Linked DNA regions of Mus musculus: all the other regions are linked to region 2. Evidence: chromatin contacts called from public HiChIP or PLAC-seq data. All regions are on one chromosome and are shown on one strand. Each heading gives the region's core, a stretch centred on a gene start, on an enhancer-like site or on the middle of the called end of the contact. The rest is flanking DNA. Distances are from core to core; before and after follow the strand shown.

Region 1 (4,133 bases), core at 1,477-3,976, 180 kb before region 2:
GCTGCAATTTAACAAAATTATTTATTAAAATTGCCTAGAATTTACATTCAGAGGCAAAAATAGGCATACCTTGATAAAGTACATGAAGAAACATAACATGAACAATATTTTTTAATTAATTATATTATAAAACCAGAAACCACAGCCATCAAAACGTAACTTAAAAAATCCTCTGACCTTGAAAATTTTATCTATTAAATCTCAATATCAATCTCAGTTGATTCTGAGAATTTCTAGAAAAAAAACCCCACAACAATAATCTTTAAGATCAGCTGAAGAATGTTCAGAATAAAAATGAGAGATCATCAATACAAACTAGGAACTGAAATAAATGCGTTTCAGTGGGAGAGGATATACCTGCAGTGACCTGAGGTGCCAGGGTACATTGATAAGAAAGGGAGACTCCCCCGCCCCACCCCACCCCCGCTCAGAGGGAAAGGTGAATGGGGAGGGGAGGGGTCATAAGAGAGGGGACTGGGAAGAGGGGTGATTGCAATCAGATGCAAAGTGAATAAATAAATGGTAAAAGAAATAAATAGCCAGGCATAGTGGCGCACACCTTTAATCCCAGCACTTGGGAGGCAGAGGCAGGCATATTTCTGAGTTCAAAGCCAGCCTGGTCTACAAAGTGAGTTCCAGACATCCAGGACTATACAGAGAAACCCTGTCTCAAAAAACAAAAAGCAAACAAACAAACAAAAAAAACAATAAATAAATAAGTTAATTATCCCACTCAAAAATATATTTAAAAACAATAGTTTTTTTCCCGCAGATTTATTTAATTTTATTTTTGACTAAGCAACATGAAACAAATCCTAATAGATTAACCACATTTGGCATTTTACTAGGGAAAGGCAAACCATCATACAATGCAGGATTCATCCTTTTCAGCCTGAAAGAGAGGAGGTGAGATAAAATATTGGGTAAGCAAATATACTATCATCTTTCACGTAGAAGATTACTGTTACCACAAATTGGCTTTTATTTTTCTCTCTTTAAAAAAATTACATATTTTCTAAATATTTTGTGGAAGAGTCAGAAGCCATGCCAAGCCAATGAGCATCCTGAAGCTCACAGGCTGCAGTCAGCTGGCTGCCTCAGAAGCTGTAAGGGCTCCCTGGGCAACGGTTGGTTTTCAGTCTGGAACAACACAGTGGGAACCACCCCGGAATAAGCCTGGGAGCTGACACGGGAGCTGATATCACCTCAGGAAGGAAGGACGCTCGCATGGAGACCCTTGGAGCTCTGTCAGGTAAGAAGAGCCAAGCAAGGGCAGTCTGAGCTTTAGTGGATAACGGCTACAATGACATAAAAGCAAGATGTTCTCCGATGACAAGCTCCTGAATCAGCAACAAATTAAACCTAACAGCAAGATATAAAATTACATACAGAAATTATGGTCGTCGTTTGGGGCAACAAGCACTCATGAGGAAGAAGAGATAGGATGAGGCTCTTTTACAGTGCAGATGCAAAAGGGACTACGCTATAAGCAAGACATGTAAGCATCCTATATGGAAAACACTAGAAAGTCTTGTTGAATGTCACAGAACTGGATTTTCAATAAAAGGAAAGATAAATTCCGTTCTCCAATGGGAAAGCACATCAAATTATTCTCCGTTTCTCCAAAAGTATTTTAATGAAGCTATATTCTATTGTTTATATGGGAAAAAATAATGTAAAAGCAAGCCGCAATGAGGCAGGCCTAAGCCCTTTCAGACATTGCAATACGCTGCACAGACTACAATTAAAAAGGATAAATTTCGAATATGACAATATCTAATCAATGTGGAAAAGAAAAATTATATAGATCAGGACTCATGTACAGTGTAGAAATTGACATAGGTGGTATCTCACATCCCTAGAAGTAAAGAGGAAAAGGAATTTTATAAAGTTATCTTGTTAGAATAGGTAGACAGTCATTTGAAAACCGAAAAATCATCTAGGTAAAATTTCCACCAGTCTTACCAATATGCAGAAACAGTCAAATAGAGAGAGTGAAGGATACTCTGGGAGGAGACCCATCCTAGTCAATGTCAAGAAAACAGCAAAGAGGGGGTGGAGAACTGAACTAAATGGAATGAAGACCGATAATTGACATCTAAATGTGTTATGTAATCAACTTAATCCTAGATTTAAATTCTACCAACAAACGATAAAGTAAAAATTGAATATTTTTTGGAACAACTGAGGAAATTAAATCATATTAACTCTATCAGATAGAGGTTACTAAACTTGTTACATTTCTTGACCCCTGCTGTATTTTAAGCCTGTAGTCAAATATGGGCACATACGTAGCAGAATTCGAGTATATTCTTGTTGCTCAGAATCAGGGAGATAAGAGGGGTGGAGATTGAAGCTGCCACCCAGAGACTAGAAATCGGGGATGCTGCAAAATACTAAGTCACTTCACCTTATGGACACATTGTATGATCACCTAGCCCGAATCTCTACCACCACGGGTGCTTGAGAAACCCCGATGGAGAAAAATCGCTTATTCTGAGAAACTAGGTTGAAGCACAGGATCTCGCCGCTTACACAGGTCTAGTATGGATGTTATCTCTGGGGGAAGGTAGACACTGTTCACAACTAATTCAGAATCCAGTGTGTGTTCTTCCGCCCACAGCACCAGCGGCGACTGGTTCCTAGCCGCAGCTCAGCCAGCAGCCAAAGCTAAGCGGTGGGCGTGACCTGCTCTGTGGGAGGAGCCTTAAGGTAGGCGGGACGTGGACCGGCACCGCGCGTGCGTAGAGCTGTCAGCCGCACCCAGGCCGCGCTTCTAGCAAAGTTGCAAAGCAACGGGCAGACCTGTCAGAACGGTGAAGATCCCGGCGATGGAAAAAAGGCGAAACTGCTCCGCGTAGGCTGCTCGGAGTGGCATCGCACCTTGTTCGAGTCCGAAGAAGTTCCCGCTTCTCTAAGCCGGCTGAAGGGATGCGAGTCTCCTCTTGTCCCAACGGGACTGTGTCCTGACACAGAGTGGACTCCGCCCCAAGAGTGCGAGCGTCCTGAGCGTTCAGGGCATCCTGAGCCGCGGAAGGCATCCGGCCACACCCCGCTCTTTACCCGCCAACGCCAGCCCAGGTAAAAAGAAAAAAACTTTACGTGCTTTAAGATTCCTCTGGAGAGTCGCCAATTAGAGAGTTACCAGTTCTGTGACCACCCCACCCCCGCCCCCCAGGAAGAGCGAAATCTGTCACGTACTCATCTTTCACAACCTTGCATAGGAGGAGGAAACACCCACTCACGGCCGCCGGCCTTAAACGCTTGCAGATTTGCGATGGCAGGCAAATCCTTCACTTTCTGGGAGCTGGCGCCGCGTCTCTGGTGCTTGCAGAAAGGATCCAGTTTCTGTAAGGATGCCCAGGCTTCGATTGCACCTGGTTCTGAACACCAGCCCAGGAATCCCACGTACCTGTTTGCGCCTCCTCCCCTGGCCGGTTACCAGTCAAGACCGCCAGGAACCTCTTAGAACAGTAGCCAAACCGGCTAGTCTTTTATTCTGAATCGGTCACTTTCCGTGGCTAGTAAAGTCCAACACTTTGGATAAATTGGCTTAGTGTAAAAAGGTAAACTATTGTGTTTTGATAATGTCTCTTTTGCTGTGATATGTCCAGTGTGATCATTTAAAACATACTGAAAAGTGTATAGAAGAATGTTGAAATTCTACATAATCCCAACAAACTTAAAACAACTTGAAAAGCTTTATGTATGCTTTTAACCCTCTTTTTTTTTCAGTGCTCACTTGGTAAGACCACTTACTGAACAACTAGGTTGTTGAAGCTGTTTAACATTTGTTGAAAAACAGCACAGAAAATAGTATGCCGATTACAAATGCAGTTCAGTACTTAAACAAACATACTCTGGCAACAGTCTAGATGATATAATCTAGTACAAGCCTCCTTCATCGCAGTCCGTAACAAAGAAAGCACACTCATGCTAAATATAGACACTGCCTTAGCATTAAGTATTCTAATTGTTCTTTCTGTCATAATAGTTATCCATCCAATAGTCTGCAGTGCCCTGCTCCTTTCATTCCACACTGTATTTGAGTTTATGCATGCTGTTTCACGCAATTGGGTCGTTTAAAAATATTCTTTTACTCTTATGTTGTGTGGTCTCCAGTGTTTTGGATA
Region 2 (3,926 bases), core at 318-2,817:
CAAATCAGCCGTGTTGCAAAGCAGCTGTCTGCTGCACGAAGCAGAGCAGACAGTTGAAACTCCAATGACAGCGAGTAAACAGGGGCTCCACCGAAACAGTAATCACGTTTATCACCATTTTGTGAGCAAATGTGCTGCACTTAGCATGCTCACAACATTGTATCATCATCAATTAATAAAGGAGCTGTAATCACTACCGCATGAGGCACACGCAAGTGTGTGCAAGATGGAAGAAAAACAGTTTCCTATAGAGTGTATTTAGAAAGTGAGAGACTTTTCTGTTGTCTTTAGTTGGCTTGTTTCTTTTTTTCATTGGACACACTGCACTATGGTCCCTCACTCTTTGTCAGAGTTTATCCCTTGCCTTCCATCTAATGCAAGCCTCTAGACAGTGCTCATCCATCTGGTAGAACCACCGTCAACATCGCTTTATCATAGAAACAGTTCCCAACATGGCCAAGGTGTGGCAGGGGACATCTCCTGTAACTTTTCACCCTCTTCTTATTGAGCTGTCTTACGGGCCATGCTGTCAGAGGCTATGTATGCTCGTTCACCATTGCATCACAGTAAACATTTGCTACCCACTAAGTTTCTCTTTAATGAATAAAGAAAGGCATTTATTAGTTTCCCATGACAGAGAGGGAAATAATGAAAGTCCATCTTTACTATGTTAAGTTCTCGCTCCAGAATTATCTGCTCAACACTTCGGATGCTTCTCTCATGTAATGTTTTCCATGTTTCCTCTAAGGAAGGAACATGCTCCCTGTTGTAGATAAACAACCTCCTAGACCATCCACATCAAACAAGGACATTCTGAGACCATCATACAATGAAACAGAACAAGACTGCTTCATTATTTTCTCCAAGCGCCGACCCAAATAAGGGCTCTGTAGAAACTCCACAAGAAACCATCCTCCTCCTGGCTTTGGCTGGTGGGTGGAGTTCTGCCTATGTCTTTCCCCGAAGAGTTCTGTACAACAGCCCTCTCCACCGGTAAGACTGAGAACTTCAGTCTTAAAAGGCTCCTCACTACCTGGCAACAATCACAGAGATAAATTCCCTCCTTTTTTCCCCTGTGCAAAGCCCACATGATTCAAGAAATCTTTTGAGCTATCCTATTACTGAAGCACAATCCAGTTACCATGGCCTGTGTTTCCAGTGAGAAGCTTAGTTCAAGCACATTGTGTGTTCCTCGAATGTGTGCCCCTTTGGGATTTCGGGCCAGGAGGCATTGACAAGGAGTTACACAACATGTACTGGACTGGAGAAAGAAAATGTGACAATTTATATTTATCTAAAAGACTAAGAAAAGACATCTTAACCCGCATTCATCACAGTACATAAATATTGTCTGGTTCTCTCATTCTCCCCTCTGAGAGGTGACTCCAGGACAAACAGCAGGTACACACAGATCACCAGGATATCACAAAATGTTAGGCATGGTATATTTCCATTCCTGTGTGAGCTTGACCAGTCAAAATCATAGAAACAGAAAGCCAATAGTGGTTTCTTGGGGCTCAGGGCAGAGGGGGAAAAAGGAAGTTATTTAGAGATATAGTTTCTGTTTTACAAGTTTTTGTCCTTCAGATGTAAATAGAGTAAACACTACTGCACGGCCACGTCCTGTCTGGCTTCGTCCTGAAAACCTCACTGGGGAGAAGAAGCAATGAAGAAAGGACAGACACACTTACAAAAAAAGCTGCGATCAGGTAGGGCTGTGTTCATTCTCCTACAGCAGCAAGATTGGCACAGCAACCTGGACCCCTAGTGGCTTATGATGTACGCAGAGGGTGCGGGGTATGGGGGAGCTATGTCAGAAGCAGTTCTCAGCAGAAAAGCAGTCTTCTGCAAGAAGGAAGCAGTAGTTTCTAGTTTGGCTAGCACTGGTCCAAGTCGTAAACATTTGTGTATTGCCAGTTCCTGTGGGTCTGGGGCATTGGTCCTTGAAATCAAGCTTTGCCTATTTTCATGGGTCTGCAACATTGATCCTTCTCAATGACTCACATTCTCTCAGGACTTCATTAATCCTTACACTCACCCAAGGCTTCCTCAGTGCCAAATGCTCACCTACGCTTGGAAATAGCTAATAAAATAAATGTTATATTATATACATTTTCATCACAAGCTTTTAGTTATTACTATTGTGTTTCTGTATATGCAGTGTGTGTGTGGTGGGGGTTGCAGCATGTGTGTGGAGGTCAAAAGACAACTGTGTGGAGTTGTTCTCTCTCTCCATCATGACATGGGTTCTAGCGATTAAGCTCAGATCGCCAAGCTTGTATAGCAAGAGCCTTTACCTGCTGAGCCACCTCTTTGTCTTATTAATCACAATTAAAGGGAAACACTTGAGCGAAAAATAGGAGTTCCAGAAAAGAGAAAATTCAGCAGGGCTGTTCTGCCCTGGACACTGCAGTATACCGCAGCTGACTTGTGCCCAGAAATAAACTTTGCCTTGCATGCAGCTAATCTCGGGTAGTAAGCACACTAGGGAAGATGAAAATTGAACTGTGTGCTCAAAATATCACAAATCAAGCCAAGAGAATTGATATATTTTTTAAGACTGACTTTTGCATGTGTGTTCCTCTCAAAGAAATGATCTGTCTGTCCGTTGTTGAAGAGAAACACAGTTTTTCACTTCAGTAAGTATACAGCTGACTGGGAGTCAGTAGGAGGACTACATATGTTCTGTAATCTGACTAATGTCTCTAAAATGGTGCGAAAGTTCATAGGCAAGCTCAGTGACCTTTAGTCAAGAATCAAAAAGAGGTAGTGAAGCTGGTGAAGGAAAAGGCAAACGTTGTCAACATGACGACAATATCTGTGACTTTCAACCCAAAAGACAAAATTTTGCTTGCTTTTCTCCCATTTCTCAAGTGTCATCTCCTTTGCTCTTCTACATAATGCTATGAGGGAGAACTTTGCGATGAGAATAACTTTGAGACAAATGCCATGAAGGAAAACATTTTTATTGTGCTCATTCCCTGTTGGCTTAAGATGCTCTTCTTTTTTAAAAAAAATATTTTTATTAGGTATTTTCCTCATTTACATTTCCAATGCTATCTCAAAAGTCCCCCATACCCTCCCACCCACTCCCCTACTCAACCACTCCCACTTTTTGGCCCTGGCGTTCCCCTGTACAGGGGCAGATAAAGTTTGCAAGTCCATTGGGCCTCCCTTTCCAGTGATGGCCGACTAGGCCATCTTTTGATACATATGCAGCTAGAGTCAAGAGCTCCGGGGTACTGGTTAGTTCATAATGTTGTTCCACCTATAGGGTTGCAGATCCCTTTATCTCCTTGGGTACTTTCTCTAGCTCCTCCATTGGGGGCCCTGTGATCCATCCAATAGCTGACTGTGAGCATCCACTTCTGTGTTTGCTAGGCCCTGGCATAGTCTCACAAGAGACAGCTATATCTGGGTCCTTTCAGCAAAATCTTGCTAGTGTATGCAATGGTGTCAGCGTTTGGAAGCTGATCGTGGGATGGATCCCCGGATATGGCAATCTCTAAATGGTCCATCCTTTCGTCACAGCTCCAAACTTTGTCTCTATAACTCTTTCCATGGGTGTTTTGTTCCCAATTCTAAGAAGGGGCAAAGTGTCCACACTTTGGTCTTCGTTCTTCTTGAGTTTCATGCGTTTAGCAAATTGTATCTTATATCTTGAGTATCCTAAGTTTCTGGGCTAATATCCACTTATCAGTGAGTAGATATTGTGTGAGTTCTTCTGTGATTGGGTTACCTCACTCAGGATGATGCCCTCCAGGTCCATCCATTTGCCTAGAAATTTCATAAATTCATTCTTTTTAATAGCTGAGTAGTATTCCATTGTGTAAATGTACCACATTTTCTGTATCCATTCCTCTGTTGAGGGGCATCTGGGTTCTTTCCAGCTTCTGGCTATTATAAATAAGGCTGCTATGAACATA
Region 3 (4,119 bases), core at 1,462-3,961, 150 kb before region 2:
CAGAAGATGTTCCAACATATAACAAGGACACATGCTCCACTATGTTCATAGCAGCCTTATTTATAATAGCCAGAAGCTGGAAACAACCCAGATGTCCCTCAACAGAGGAGTGGATACAGAAAATGTGGTACATTTACACAATAGAGTACTGCTCAGCTGTTAAAAACAATGACTTCATGAAATTCACAAATGGATAGAACTACAAAATATCCTGAGTGTGATAACCCAGACATAAAAGAACACACATGGTATGCACTCACTGATAAGTGGATATTAGGTAAAAAGCTCAGAATACCGACAATACAACTTACAACCATATGACGCTCAAGAAGAAGGAAGACCAAAGTGTAGATGTGTGGTCCTACTTAGAAGGAGGAACAAAACAATCACAGGAGGAGAGAGAGTAAGGTACTTGGGAGGGAGAAAGGAGAGGAGGGAAACGGGGGGGGGGGGCAGAATCAGGTGTGGGAGGAGACGGGGATGAGGTGGCGAAGTACAGAGGGTCAGGAAATTGATTGGAGGTGTGTAGCAGTGGGGGCTAGGGAACTGGGCATAGCCACTAGAAAGTCTTAGATGCCAGAGAAGCAATATAGTTGCCCCCTGAGAGGCTTTGCCAGAGCCTGACCAATACAGATGCAGATGTATGCAGCCAACCATTGGACTGAGCATAGGGACTCCAATAAAGGAGTTGGGGGAAGGACTGAGGGAGCTGAAGATATTTGCAACCCCATAGGAAGAACAACAGTATCAACTAACCAGACCCCCCAGAGTTCCCAGGGACTGAATCACCAACCAACACATGGAGGGATCCATGGCTCCAGATGCATATGTAGGAGAGACTGCCTTATCTGGAATCAATGGAAGGAGAGGCCCTTAGTCCTGTGGAGGTTTGATGCCCCAGTGTAAGGGAATGCTAGGGCTTTGAGGCGGGGGTACATGGGTGAGTGGGGGAGCACCCTCATAAAAGCAGGGGAGAGGGGGATTGGAGAGGGAGTTTGAGGAGGGGAAATGGGAAAGGGGGATAACATTTGAAATGTAAATAAATAAAATAGCAAATTTAAAAAAAAGAAGAAGTCGACACAGCTCACTACAGTAGTGCCTTGGCCACTGCCTTGGTGACTGCCTTCTCCATTTCCACAAGATCAGGGGCTTTTCCTCGTCTTTAGCACTTTTTGCTAGAATAATATAATTTTACAAAAACCAGAAAATTCTGGTGATCCTTTACACACAGGGTTTGCATTACAGCTGAGTGAGATACCCTGAGCTTAAGAATCACCACACTTTTAAAGGAAAATCCTTTCAAACCGGCTTGTGTTTGGGTCTGGGAAAAAGTGTTATCTTTACTATGCTGGACAGCAAACCCATCTCCCCTTTATCTGGTACCCAGACCCGGCCTTTATCTTCTGAATCTGTTAACCATGTAAACAGACTTGAAAAGATACTCCAGGACAACGCTGTAAACGTGTCTGTGAAGAAGATGTGCAGAAACGCAGGAGATCCACGCAAGAGTTGTTTTCTGCCAGCACTTCAGTAAAGCTATACTACGAAATAAAATTATATTGCAGTGGTCATGGGGTCGTCTCTGTACTAATCTATATCCTGGCTTTGAAGATGGTGATTCCACACTCAGCCAAGCTTCACCAAGTTTTTCTAGTTAAAAAGGCCAATATAATATGTTTGTTCATTGTTCTTTAATAGGAAGTGTGTGGTAAAGACACATAACTCTACTGAGATGACCTGTCTCTCGAGAAGGAGTTGCTATTTTATCTCAGTAACAAGGATTTAATAATAAAGAAGAGACTTTTTTTCCTATCTAGATCACCAAGAATTTATTTACTAAATCATTCTCTTGAGAAAAAAAGAAAGAAAGAAAGAAAGAAAGAAAGAAAGAAAGAAAGAAAGAAAGAAAGAAAGAAAGAAAGAAAGAGGGAGGGAGGGAGGGAGGGAGGGAGGGAGGGAGGGAGGGAGGGAGGGAGGGAGGGAGGAAGGAAGGGGGAGGAGGAAAAACTGGGATAGGGGGGGGGTCAGGACTCATGAAGAAGTCAAGAGAGAATTTAAACATTGGAAGAGGCAGGAAAGCCAGCAAAAGTGCCGCATTCCTTTTAGTAGATAAAATGTATGCTAGAAGATTAAACTGTAAACTAGAAGATTTAGACTTTATGAAGTAGGACAATTGCTCTTTCTGGACTTCATCAGCCTGCAGATCCTGGCGACTCATTAACTCTAAGAACTGTCTGTCTCCCCGAGTTTCCCACGCCTCTTCTGACTGTTCTTCACTATTCAACACTGGGAACCCACTACATACCACAAGATCTCTGGGTGCCTAGACCTCCCACCACAACCTGCAACCTGAGGCCCACAGTACACAAACCTACATCTCTTATTCTGTTACAGTATTAGGTTTCTGCTGCCACACAGCGAAGTGTTGCGCATGGGATGCCTCACAAATGAGTTCTCTCTCACTTCTGTAGGTCAAGTTTGTAAGTCAGAGGAGCTCTCTGCATAGCTGAGGTCTAGGTGCCACTAGGCTGGACTTTTATGTTGGGCTGCTAGGAAAGGGTCCACTTATTCCGATTGTTGCCAAATACGAACTGAGGTCCATATTTTGTTTTCTGGCTGTCAGCCAGGGACCACTCTCAGCTCTTTAGGCCACCTGCAGTCTTTGGCACAAGACCTCTTCCTTTCCCATCCAAGAAACAGTGCAGCAAATCCCCCTAAGCTTTGAATCTCTAATTTCCTCTTCTGTTCCATCTACAAACAACCTCCCCTCCACTTCAAGGGATTCATCTGATTGGGTTACGATTACCCAAATAATCACTGTATTTTATGGCCACTTAACCTGAAACTTTAATTGTGTCTTTGAAATCTCTTTTTTTAAAAATGTGTCTAGATTAGTTTTCAATAGAGAGCGAAGGATCAAAAGTTTGGGGCTGAGGGGTGGCATTTTTAGACTCTTCCATATAATCATTATTAGAGTATAGTCTGCTGTCCCCTGTTCCCCACTATAGTAAAGTATTGTTTGTATATTTACACTTGAAATTTTCTAGAAAGTCAGTTCTTGGAGCATGCAGTGTGTGTGTGTGTGTGTGTGTGTGTGTGTGTGTGTGTGTGTGTACAGACCCTTTGCTTTCCATAGGATTTAAGCTCAAATCTAATGGCACCATAAATATAAGTCAATTGAAAGTGCAAATTTGAGCAATTTTTATAATCACATTCACATAGATATAAACAAGGGTTTGGCCCTGGGGGTCAAACTCTTTAGAGATCTCAGTTTCATTGAAAGTGGTCTTTGGGGGAGTACCCATGCCAGTACACTAGGCATGCCCAGACATGCCTGAATTCTAGCTTACTGCTGCATCTGTTTTCTCACCACATTTACATACGTTTGGTGTAGGAACTGCAGGCTTGTGTCCATTTGAACACTGTACATTTAACTTCTGCTCTCTGAGAAAGTCTGCTTCCTGCTTGTGGCTAAATGTCTGACCTGCAGCTTGAAACAAACGAGGATTTATGTGTCCCTGGTTTGTGTGTTTCCTCAAAGGATAACCCTCCCTTTCTGTGCTTGGGGGGGGGGGAAGAAGGTAAGAACAAATTTCCACTCAATCCAACACATTTCCCAAAAAAAGACAAGTAGAAAAATAATCAGTATTCAGCCTACAAAACGGTCTGCAAGCCCCAAGTCTAATAAAATATGAGGATCTATTTATTTATTTATTTATTTATTTATTTATTTATGTATGTATGTATAGGATGAAAAGTAGATGAATCCAAGCAGGAATAAAACGTGTATTCTGGGAAGTGTGATTGTTAATCTGGATTGTCAATTTGATTGGATGGGGAAACATCAAAGAGATTGGTAAAGCACACCTCTAGGCGTTTCCCAAAAAGGACGAGCAAAGTGTGCTGTGTTAGAATCGTGGCTTGCATCCAGACAGACCACACCAGGCCAAAGCAGTTTCATGTGGAAGAGGTTTGTTGTTAGGGAAGAGGGCAAAGGTGGCAGTGAAGAGGAGCGGGAAGAGAGAGAGATAGAGGTCAGTGGGGTCTGCTTTATTTGGATAGTGACGAAGCCGCTTGCAGGTAAAGGTGGGAGGTGAGTCAAATGGGTTCTGGGAATGT

The links. HiChIP or PLAC-seq counts read pairs in DNA pulled down with a chosen protein or histone mark.
Region 1: a contact with region 2 is called in an H3K4me3 HiChIP or PLAC-seq map of bone marrow-derived macrophages, with 3 times the contacts expected there. The contact joins the promoter of Dubr here to the enhancer-like site in region 2. A contact is called at or near these places in 18 of 39 promoter capture datasets (the 3T3-L1 cell line, 3T3-L1-derived adipocytes, the C10 cell line and 10 more), 23 of 484 Hi-C or Micro-C datasets (the 3T3-L1 cell line, 3T3-L1-derived adipocytes, the STO cell line and 15 more), 12 of 115 datasets of contacts at active chromatin or transcription factors (acute myeloid leukemia, bone marrow-derived macrophages, embryonic basal ganglia and 7 more) and 1 of 9 other capture datasets (embryonic stem cells).
Region 3: an H3K4me3 HiChIP or PLAC-seq map of bone marrow-derived macrophages shows a contact between it and region 2, with 2.9 times the contacts expected there. The contact joins two enhancer-like sites. A contact is called at or near these places in 3 of 484 Hi-C or Micro-C datasets (cochlea, myeloid progenitors and nephron progenitors), 1 of 115 datasets of contacts at active chromatin or transcription factors (bone marrow-derived macrophages) and 1 of 9 other capture datasets (embryonic stem cells).

Annotation. Positions count from the first base shown.
Region 1 is chr16:50,731,366-50,735,498 of GRCm38.p6, reverse strand. It overlaps Dubr (Dppa2 upstream binding RNA), which reads left to right and starts at 2,726. Exons shown (of 2, transcript NR_028300.1): 1 at 2,726-3,081.
Region 2 is chr16:50,549,937-50,553,862 of GRCm38.p6, reverse strand. The region is part of intron 3 of G730013B05Rik (RIKEN cDNA G730013B05 gene); the gene reads right to left. Among named protein-coding and RNA genes, the nearest start is that of G730013B05Rik, 26 kb to the right of the region's middle. Within about 2 kb of position 1,567, at least 8 of the 459 cell types and tissues checked have an H3K27ac peak or open chromatin away from gene starts, as enhancers often do. A contact at or near this core is called in bone marrow-derived macrophages and macrophages, where this site is marked.
Region 3 is chr16:50,699,578-50,703,696 of GRCm38.p6, reverse strand. No RefSeq gene overlaps it. Among named protein-coding and RNA genes, the nearest start is that of Mir6363, 25 kb to the left of the region's middle. Within about 2 kb of position 2,711, at least 29 of the 459 cell types and tissues checked have an H3K27ac peak or open chromatin away from gene starts, as enhancers often do. A contact at or near this core is called in bone marrow-derived macrophages, where this site is marked.